Linked DNA regions of Mus musculus: region 2 is linked to region 1. A link is a contact called in public Hi-C data. All regions are on one chromosome and are shown on one strand. The core of a region is the stretch at or near the end of the contact, and the rest is flanking DNA. Distances in the headings are between cores, read along the strand shown. Region 1 overlaps Gm29478 (a long non-coding RNA gene). Region 2 overlaps Zic4 (zinc finger protein of the cerebellum 4).

What was found. Hi-C and Micro-C count contacts between places; a contact is called where the count stands out from the background.
Region 2: a contact with region 1 is called in a Hi-C map of cerebellar granule neurons, with 3 times the contacts expected there. The contact joins two enhancer-like sites. A contact is called at or near these places in 4 of 484 Hi-C or Micro-C datasets (brain, cerebellar granule neurons and cerebellum), 1 of 115 datasets of contacts at active chromatin or transcription factors (embryonic hindbrain) and 2 of 9 other capture datasets (adipose tissue and pancreatic islet).

What each region holds. Positions count from the first base shown.
Region 1 is chr9:91,543,647-91,548,554 of GRCm38.p6, reverse strand. All of the region lies in intron 2 of Gm29478 (a long non-coding RNA gene), which reads right to left. Among named protein-coding and RNA genes, the nearest start is that of Gm29478, 140 kb to the right of the region's middle. Within about 2 kb of position 2,939, at least 3 of the 459 cell types and tissues checked have an H3K27ac peak or open chromatin away from gene starts, as enhancers often do. A contact at or near this core is called in cerebellar granule neurons and cerebellum, where this site is marked.
Region 2 is chr9:91,385,105-91,390,012 of GRCm38.p6, reverse strand. Zic4 (zinc finger protein of the cerebellum 4) reads right to left here. Exons shown (of 3, transcript NM_001374749.1): 3 at 662-3,478. The coding sequence ends at 3,478. Among named protein-coding and RNA genes, the nearest start is that of Zic4, 9.6 kb to the right of the region's middle. Within about 2 kb of position 2,897, at least 10 of the 459 cell types and tissues checked have an H3K27ac peak or open chromatin away from gene starts, as enhancers often do. A contact at or near this core is called in cerebellar granule neurons and cerebellum, where this site is marked.

The DNA.
Region 1 (4,908 bases), core at 1,690-4,189:
TTCTCATTGATTTTTCTCTCACTTTTTCTTTGATGTTGCTGACTTTCAACTCAGTGTCCTGAATTGAATTATCCTTTTTCCTAAATTTATTCATTTATTGCATATGGGTGTGGGCATGTGCATGCCAGAGCACATGTTTAAGGGATCAGAGGACAACTTTAAGGAGTCAGTTCTCTCCTTCCATCATATGTGTCTTGGGTATTGAACTCAGGTCATCAAACTTGACAGACACCCTTACCCACTAAGCCATCTTGTTGGCCCTGAATTTACCTTGCTTTAAAAGAAAATGTCTGTATATGTTTGTGTGATGGGTAGGGGTATAGTATGTGTGAGCTCATGTGTGCCTGAAGATGTGTCAGTATGTGTGCATGTATCTGAGGAATACCAATATCATCCTCTGCCTTGTCTTTTGAAAGAGGATCTCTTATCCCAGAGCTCATTTTGAATGGATAACCAGTTTGCTCTGGGCATACTTCTGTCTCCAACTCACTACTGCTATAGTTAGAGGAAGGGAATCATGCCCTGATTTTGTACAGATCCTGGGGATCTGAACTCAGATTCTCCACCCATGTTCCAGGCACTTCAACCAAGCCATCTCCTTGGGCTCTTATTTGCCTGTTTGTATCCTTGTTGGTGATCATTTTTACTAGTGTGTAAAGCATCATCTAGTCTTTTAGTTATTTCCTTTTTTTTTTTTTTCAATTCACTAGTTCAGGAGCCATGTGGACTTGGAATACGGGATATCTCACAAGTGTGTTAGAAGTCAGGGAAGCAATCACAACCTTAAAGAGTACACAAGAAAGAGAGCCACTGCCCACTCTGCTGGACAGGTGCAATCATGGATACCAAGAAACTTCAGCATTTTTAGACTATGCAACAGTGAACCTCATCACAAGCAGAGCATTCCAGAGGTTAATGGGCCCACTGGCCATTCAGAGCTATTCTCAACTGGTGAACTTGGCTCCCAGACACCTAGTCATTTTTCCCTGGGAATCTCAGCATCTGAGATGAGCTTTCTGTCACCTTATTACCCAGCTTATCTGAATTCACCCTTCACCCCCCATAACTGTCTTCTGGGGGAGTGTCTCACTCTGTGTCTATGGCAATTTAAATTCAAGCCCTTTTTAACTTGTGTTTCCCGTTTTTAAGCCCCCACCCCAGAGTAGCTCAGTTTGAAACAATAGATTTCCTCTGAAGATGGCACTCAGCCACTGTTCTCTGGCTCACACTGAGTGACAATATGGGATTCCTCTCCATTGCTAACCCATATGCCAGTGAAATCACTGTATCGTCACAATGTGACACTGACTTTGAGGCTTCTGAAGGCTATTGGCTTGCTCTGAGGGTACGAGTGCCAGTCTTGGGGCTGCCTGCCTTACCTTTCATATTAGAATCCTGCTCTGTCCTCCCCTCCCATGGCTCCGCATGGCTGGAGCTGTGTTCAGCTTGGCTTCCTTCTTGTGTGTGCAGCACTGACCTTTTCTCCACAATTTTTAACTGTTCAGTTGCTATCTTTGTGAACTACCAAAGCTCCCCAACTTCTCTTTTGAAATATAATCTGGTTTTGTTATTCTAACTCTTCTTCACCAGATTAACATGGAAAAGGACTCTAGTCCACGTTCATGTTCTCTTTTCCCCTTTTGAGATGTCTGTTTTCTGTTTTACAAAGTGGTCTTGAAACCCTACGCTCAAGATAACCTCTAGCCTCAGGCTCCATACTTGTTAGAACTGGAGGACCAACCCATCCACCTAAACTTCTAGAATAACTGTGAAACTCCTTTAAGTAAGCATTTGAAAGCTTCCTAAAACAATAGCTAGATAATGAAATCCATATTTCAGAATATAAAATACTGTTACAGAATACAAAATACTGGGTTAATCATTTGTAATAAATGTCCCACTTGAAGTGGGCTATTGGTAGCAGGGAGGATTGTGAAACTGAGGAAAACTACACATCTTACTATACACATAAGAACACTATTATTCAAGTAATGAAAAGTCAACTTGAACTGAGCTTTGAAAATAAGGCTGCTGTTGAAATTTCTCCTAAAATAATACAAGTACACAAAGGGATGAGTATAATTCCTGATATATTTTTATTGAACATACCTTCTTCCCAAGGCTAATTAAACATGAAAACATAACACCAAATTTATTTTATTTGGGTAATAGATCCTTAAGCTAATACAAAGCATAAAAGCAGATTACTTTTAGTTTTCTAGCAATATTTCAGTATGCCATAGTAGTATTACCAAAATATCTCACCTGCTGAACAAATGTAGACACAACAGAATTTTAGTCTCCAAATGAAAATGTCTGTTATGCTCACAGTTTTGAACTATTTTCTTTTACATGATTGTGCATATCCAACACATGCACAGGCACAATGAAGAGGCGCCAGCAAGTCATTTAGTCATTACTGAATTTCTTATACTTTCAACAGGATGGAAATAATCACCTGTTAGTTAATCTATTTTCAAAACTCATACTATAAAGTATGTTTCAACCTTCAGAATTCTTTGTAATCACTCTACCTTTAGTTAAACAACTCATCATATATCTTGTGGCTGTGGCTTAGTGCTTAGACATCATCTCAAAAGCACACAGTGAAATAATCTAAAGCATACACAGTACAATAGTGAAAATAAAAAGGTAAGAATTTCAAATGTAAACTAAAAAATGTTCTCTCTGGAAAACGTTGAGTATTTGCAATGCCATATCAAATTTAAAACATTGTTTGCATCCATTTTTGGTGAAACAATCTTGCCTTCCATTTTTAAAATAACCTATCAGATCAAATCAAGATGTGCTAAAAGGAAAAACTCATTTCCATTTTGACAAAAATTAAGTGGTTCTAGTCTCCCCAGGGATGTCATCATCTTCTGCCAATGCACAGCTTTTAGGGTTGTGAAGGAAGTCTACAGAACCCAGCCCAGTGAGCCAAAGCCGTTGAATCAGCCCTCGTAATAATCAGTGGGATGCCGATGCCACAGCCAGGCGACACTCAGAGCCACAAAGAAAATGCACTTTGTGCCAAGAAAGAATGCAAACACGACAGTGTCTTTCAGGCATAAGGGAATTCAACAAGATGTTTTTCCTAAATTCTGTTGTTGCTATTAAAAGCCAGAATTCGGTCCCCAGCCCCACATAGACAAAGTGAATAGACTTAATAAAAATTTAAAGTAAATCCTTTCTCTTGCAAAACTGTAATTAAAGACATAGAGTTGAACAACATGATGGTGATTTTACATTTTACTAATAGCGTAGCCTACACAAATATTCCACCATGGCAATTCAACAGCAGTAGCGTGCTGTTAATTTCTGTATAAGATGGAAGATGAAGTGATTCACAGAAAATATAATTGATCATTTCTCACTGCTGCATAAATCGTATTTGTTATAAAAGTTTAAAAGCCACATTTATGCCTTAAATTATTAAAGCAAATATAATACAGAATGCTTCTACACTATATTGTTTTCCAAGGGTTATCACGGAATCTTCACCATTTATCATACATGTACTTCTGTCTTTTTTCTACTCAGGGGCACAGCATGAAAAAACTTCATTTCACATTGAAACATCACTGTGTGGAACAGTGTGATGAAATGAGACACAGGAGGAGTTATACTCCGGTAAACAGTTGGTCCACGGGAATGATAGCATTTTATGCTGAGACTGATATATCAATTTTAAGTTCTAAGAGATGACTGATCTGAAAGCCAGAGTGTCACTAGTGATGAACTATACACATGTGAAAAATTACAGGTAACGTGAGTGAGCCTGCTGAGAGGCCTCTCACCCAGGGATGTTTTACAAACCAACACAGAATGGGATGGGTCCTCCTCCCAGGATGGCTCTGATTAATTATTCTACATCACTGGTGGACAAAAAGCATTCGGTTTGTCATGGAAATATAAAATGTGTCACAAAATAAGCCAGCTTCACCATTAGAATAAATGTGCCTGGAAACGTATCTCACACTAGCATCTTTGCATGCATACATTTTATAAGAAAAAGAGAGAGCCAGGGGTTTTAGGTGGAAAACTATTTCCACACAGCAATATGAGAAAAGGATTCGTGGTACTATTTTTCTTGGCTCAAATAAAAGAAACATTACCTAGTTTTGTTTTAACCCACATTTTTAAAGTGCAAAATATTTCTCACTGTTTATATAAACTGTAGAACAATATTGAAAATATTTTCTTAATTAAAATAAGAAGCTTCAGAGTTCCTGCTGCTAATACAGACACTTGGACACAAACTAATATGTAGCATATCAAAATATGAAACATTAGCTTTTTAAATATTAAATGGATCACTAACCTATGTAAGATTGAAATAATAATCTTTGTGCCTTCTTTATAAGCAGAGGTTTTTTTTATTTTTTTAAATGGGAATGATGCAATGATTTCTGAAAGAGTCACAGAATGAAATGACATTTGGCAAGTTTGTTTCCATTCTCTACTAGTCAATATTTTGTAAGACTATGGGGAAAGTTCTTTTTTTCCACAAAAGGTAGTTATACAAGTGGTATCAAATAGCAGAACAGGATTTATATGGGGTTGTATTTAAAAATCACTGTAAGACAGAAGTCATGATCCAAATATGAAAAATTGCTAGGGATCTGACCTTGGGTCTTGTTTGTGCAGCAAGCCCTTTACTGATGGAACATATACCCTGATCTCATCACTATTTTAATAAAATCAAGTGCAGTGTGTAGTGCCAAACCTAATCTTCCCCATCTTGGAAATTGACTGTAACTTGGTGTACATGTTTTCGTTGTTGTTGTTGTTGTTGTTTTAATTAACCATAGATGGATGCCGCATGCACTTTAAAAGTATGTTAAGGAAGAACATCAGTAGTAATATAATCCTGAGATCCTACACCCTAGTCGTATTAGTTCCTTG
Region 2 (4,908 bases), core at 1,648-4,147, 160 kb after region 1:
CTTCTGTAAGCAGAGACCACAGTGGACTTTGGTTCTGGTGGTTTAAATTAGTCTGACACATTTGGGGAAAGTGGCAAGCCAGATATAGACACAGGGATAAAAACTCACCAAAGATCCCAAGAGCGGTTGAAAGAACAGCCAGTCGTTGGACTGTATCTTTTCAGCCTTAATGTTAGGAACCTTCAGAGACCCCCCGAGGGTTTCTCTGCCCACCTAGAGTTTTTAGCAAGACCCCTGCAAGCTGCTCTGCCTAAGGCAGTTTGTCCATCAGTTTGGACAGAGTTTGGGGCCGATCCTCTCTCTTTTTCTGAGTTTGTGCAGTTCTTATGAGTTCCCAGGTCGTCTGCTAGAAGTCAGAGATGCTTCCTTAGCTGCTGGCCGACCTGCTTACCACACAGGCCACTGAGCATCCATTTATCTTTCCTCTTCAGAAATGTAAATCAGTTGCTGCCATTGATGTCACTGAGGTTAGATTGTGGCCGGAGAGATCTCTGCTCTGATCATTGTTTTGTCTGATCCCTCATTTTGCTATCTCAAGTGGCTAGGCCCCAAAGATAATTCTGCCAAACCGTGAAGAATGATAAGGAAGAGGAAGAGCTACAGGCTGTACGAGAGCCCCAAATCATTTCTAAGGTTATGAAGTAATAAATGAACACTGAGATTCCAAGGAGGAAAGAAAACATCAAATCCTTTATTTCCAAATAACACAGCAAAAAGAAGCTACACATCCAGAGTGTTTTGGAGGGAGAAAAATTATTTTATTTAACTCACAGGTACATGTTTTCAAGGAGATTATGCCTCAGCTTTGAACTTTATTCAACAACCACTGACAAATATACACAACAACTTTTTTCCCCTTCAAATTAGTTCATAACTTAACTGCTGTTAAGGGGAAAGATTTTAAAATCACAGTGTAGCTAGACAAGGTACGAATAATCTTACAGTTGACTCAGACTTGTGTTTATGTCAGTTATGACTATAAGAGATCTGCCTGGATGTATAATTCACTTTCATTGCAATCATTACATTTTCCCCATAAATTGGCAATACAAACAGACATATGGAGAGTCAGGTAAACAAACAACATCAATATAAGAGACATTTTGCAGCAACTCTAAGGGAGTACATGGGTTACAACTTGGGGACAGTTCTTCACAAATCATTTAGTAAGCACAGGGAGCAGGGTGATGGGAACATCCTTATCTATTTTCATCACCTTTAAAACTACAATAGGAGGTCTAGAAAACCTGACCAGGGGCAAAGTTTCCATTCTAGGCACACTATAAAATGAAGAAGTGCACATAGGGAGGGAGGAGGCACGTGCATGCATTTTTTCCCCACTATCATGTAAACCAAACCTTCTGAACTCCAAGATGATTAGGAAAAAAAAGGGGGGGGGATATTAAAATGTTTCTCTCCCTTATGCTACCATCCTTTAGATTAAATGACAGAAACGGTGTGCTGATTGCTGCTAATGGTTAGGAAACACAGTGGATCTATTTATACCAGAAGTTTCTTGGAAAAGGGGAAAGCTTTAACATTACCTGTATTCAGGCTTAAGTTCCAAATATCCCAAGTGGGACTATTTGGAGCTGAAGTGATCTCCAGCAAAATTCATCCAGTTAGTAAATCTGGGTGGATGGGATGCAGGCAAGGACAGAATGCACGGTCACAGGACCATCCAGAGCATCGACTTGGTACACTCACCCTCTACCTCTTTCCTTCTTGCATTACCTAAAGTACCAGTGTTTGTGCAAACGGCCTTCCCACATCTACACACATCACCAGGACTGAAACTACACAATGGTTTTGTGGGTTTTGTTTTGCTTTGTTTTTTTTTTTTTTTTTTTTGTTGCTTTGGGGGAGGGAGGGTCCCTCATAGCAAAACTTATTCCTAAAGTTATCTACTGGTGGAGTGTAGGGGTCTTTTTTCTTTTCTTTTCTTCTCTTCTTCTTCTTTTTCTTTTTAAAGAAATTTGATTTTATCTCTTTAGCAATGGTTTGGAACCAATGGGGCAAAGTGAGTTTGACAGAGAGGAGAACAAATCGCTGACAAAGAACCTTTTACATTTCACCAGCGTTGTTAGGACGACAAGCAGGAATGTCTCAGATAATAACTCCCACTTCAAAGATTTCTCAGCTCAATAGAAGGCAGACCATCCTTTTTATTCAACCACAAGGACGGGCACTAAAGAAGACTCTACTGTTTGATTTTTTTCCACCGTGTTTATTTTTCCCCTATTCACTAGGGTACTTGGATAAAATAAACAACAAGACAATTAAGGGAACATGGACTTCTAACTTTGCTGCCATCTTCCCCATCCCCTTGGCCTTGGGCTTTTCAGTTTGTACCCAAAAGCCAGCCCAGACCTAAGGATACCACACAGTGGCACGTCAGAGGAAAAGCTTAAGGGGCTGAGAGACTTCTAGGGTTAGGAAGCAGTATGGCACCTCTGGGGAACACAGGGAAACTAACTGTCCCCGAGGCATAGTTAACAGTTCCCATACTTCCCCCAAGTTGGCCACCTTCGTCTTAAATCCTCATTCTGTTGCACACAACTCAACTGGGGATGCTCCCTTGGTAAGCTTCTCAGGATGCCCTAGTCATTTACTCTGACTCTGGAGCCTATGGGCGCTGTCAAGATGTTCGGGTCCGGTTCCTCCTCCCTTTCTTGAAAGAATCCCGGGTGCCAAAGCCCGCTACATTAGGATGTATAGTGAACCCCTAAACACTGGCAAGACAGGTCCTGGGAGGAAGTATATACTGGAGAGCACAGTGACAGTATTAAATGGCGTGAAAGCAAAGGTCAGCGCAAATGTATCTTAATAGAGTGTCCGCAGTGAAGTGTGCCGCCTTTGAAGCGGCCGCTCCCCGCGCGCATTTCCATGGCGAGCCTAACGCGGCATGCTGATGCACCGTCAAACTCACACTTTCAACCCCAAAACGCGACTCTTTGAACAACCCGAGCTTGATTGGACCTTTCTCCTTTTCTTTTCCCTCTTACAAACCATTTCCTCGCCTTTAGAAACTCGCCATCAAACCCAAATACGCCCTCTGATCACCGCAGAAAGCAGAAACAAAGAGAGCTGAGCGGCGATTCAAGCGGCCCTTTTCTTCCCTCGCATTATTATCCATTTTTATTATGATCGGGAACAAGTGCCCATTCGCGTGGGTTTTGTTTACCGGAAATTAAATGAAAATGATTTAGTCCGCGTCAAACAAAAATATATACTTGTATACACAAGAAAAAAGGCCTGTTAGACGTAAATATTATGTCCTTAATGAAAAGCCTGGACGGGCTCCAGGATCGGCCTTTCAGGATTTCAGTGAGACTTGCCCATTGCCATAGAAATCCTAACTTACCATGAAGATGCACCGTGGCGAAGAAACACTGCTTTGTGAGAGAGCCCTTTGATGTCGCAGGCGCAAGATGCGGGCGCTCAGCTGCGCAGGGCAAGATTACCTTGCAAGCAACATCTGTAACAAGCAAATGAAAAATTAAAGGCGATTAGTGACCGGCCAAACATTTTTATTTCATTTATGTTGGATTGGGTGGAAGGCAAAACTAGATGTTTTGAAACAGAAGAGAAAGGAGTATTGGATGAGGAGGGACAGTTTTAAAAGTCCCTCAAAGGTTCTACTTGCCATGGCAGCAAGGTTAGTGCTTGCCCATGAGAACAAGTTCTTTGCTTCCCAACTGTCCATGTAAACTAAGCTGACTTTGGACCCCGTTGTAACTCAGCAACCGGTTCACTGGCGATGCATTCGAAAGATACTGGGTTTTATTAGTAGTAAGAAAAACAACCCCATTCTGGCCAAGATGGTTGGTTACTGTATTGGATAGAAATTGTGGAGTCTGTGGGACAGGAGGGAGACTTTTCCACTGGATTCTGGGAAGGGAGGACTAGAAGACAATGCAGTAGGGGTTTCTCATACTAAGAGTTGTTGGTCCAGCTTTTATTCTATCCAATGTGTCTATTTTTTGGTGGCACTGGGGATAATCAGAAAGCTTCATGGGATGTAGGCAAGAGTCTACCAGAGAGTTATCCCCCAGCCTCGGGCTCAGGTTGTTAAACTGAGTTCCTAGGGACTTTCTTTTGAGCAAAAACGTTTCCCTTCCCTGCTCCCCCCCCCCCCCCAGATTTATTTGTCATTTATTTCAGATTTTTTTGTGAACTGGACAAGTCTGACAACACTCCTTTCTCCTTTTTTGCTACCATTCTCTTTCTCTTGGTGTTTTTGTTTCTTTAAATCTCAGCTAGGATTGGGAAGCAGCTCCTCCTTCCCTAGAGAGGGCGGCAGACTAGGAGCAAGGCCCAGTGCTCCCTTCACATCACTTACAGAGGCTTTGCTCTCCATCTCTATGAATATCTGCACCCCCCCCCCCCGCAGAACTTCATAACCAGCATATCAAATACCTTCAACTCTTTAGACCCACTGGGTGTTTGCCTGTATAATACTTGTTCTTGTACTTTATTTATCCTGTGCCCATAAACTTTTTAAATATGACTAACATTGGTGTCTTCTGACAGCCATTAGAGCACAGATGCTGTTCTCTAAGTCACATCCTGGACTGTGGAGAGCTTGATCCAGTTATGACATCAGCCAGCTCTGTGTCCCCTGCTCAAGCACCTATGAGGTTCCATAGCCAGCAGTGCCCAAACAAATGGGAGGGGGGTGGGAAAAAGAATCCTGGAAGCTTCACAACTCTGAATTCTTGAAAGCCTTCTAGCCGTCCCTTTGTCTGTACTTCCTATTGTTTCGCACTCACTCCCCACTGCAAGTATAAAATGTCAATTGAGTTTGAGGTCTGACAGAACAGGCTTATCTGTGTGCTCTGACAGGCATTAGGGTTGGAGGTATGTACCATCCCAAGAGAAGGGAAGAACACATCTTTGCTTATCTCC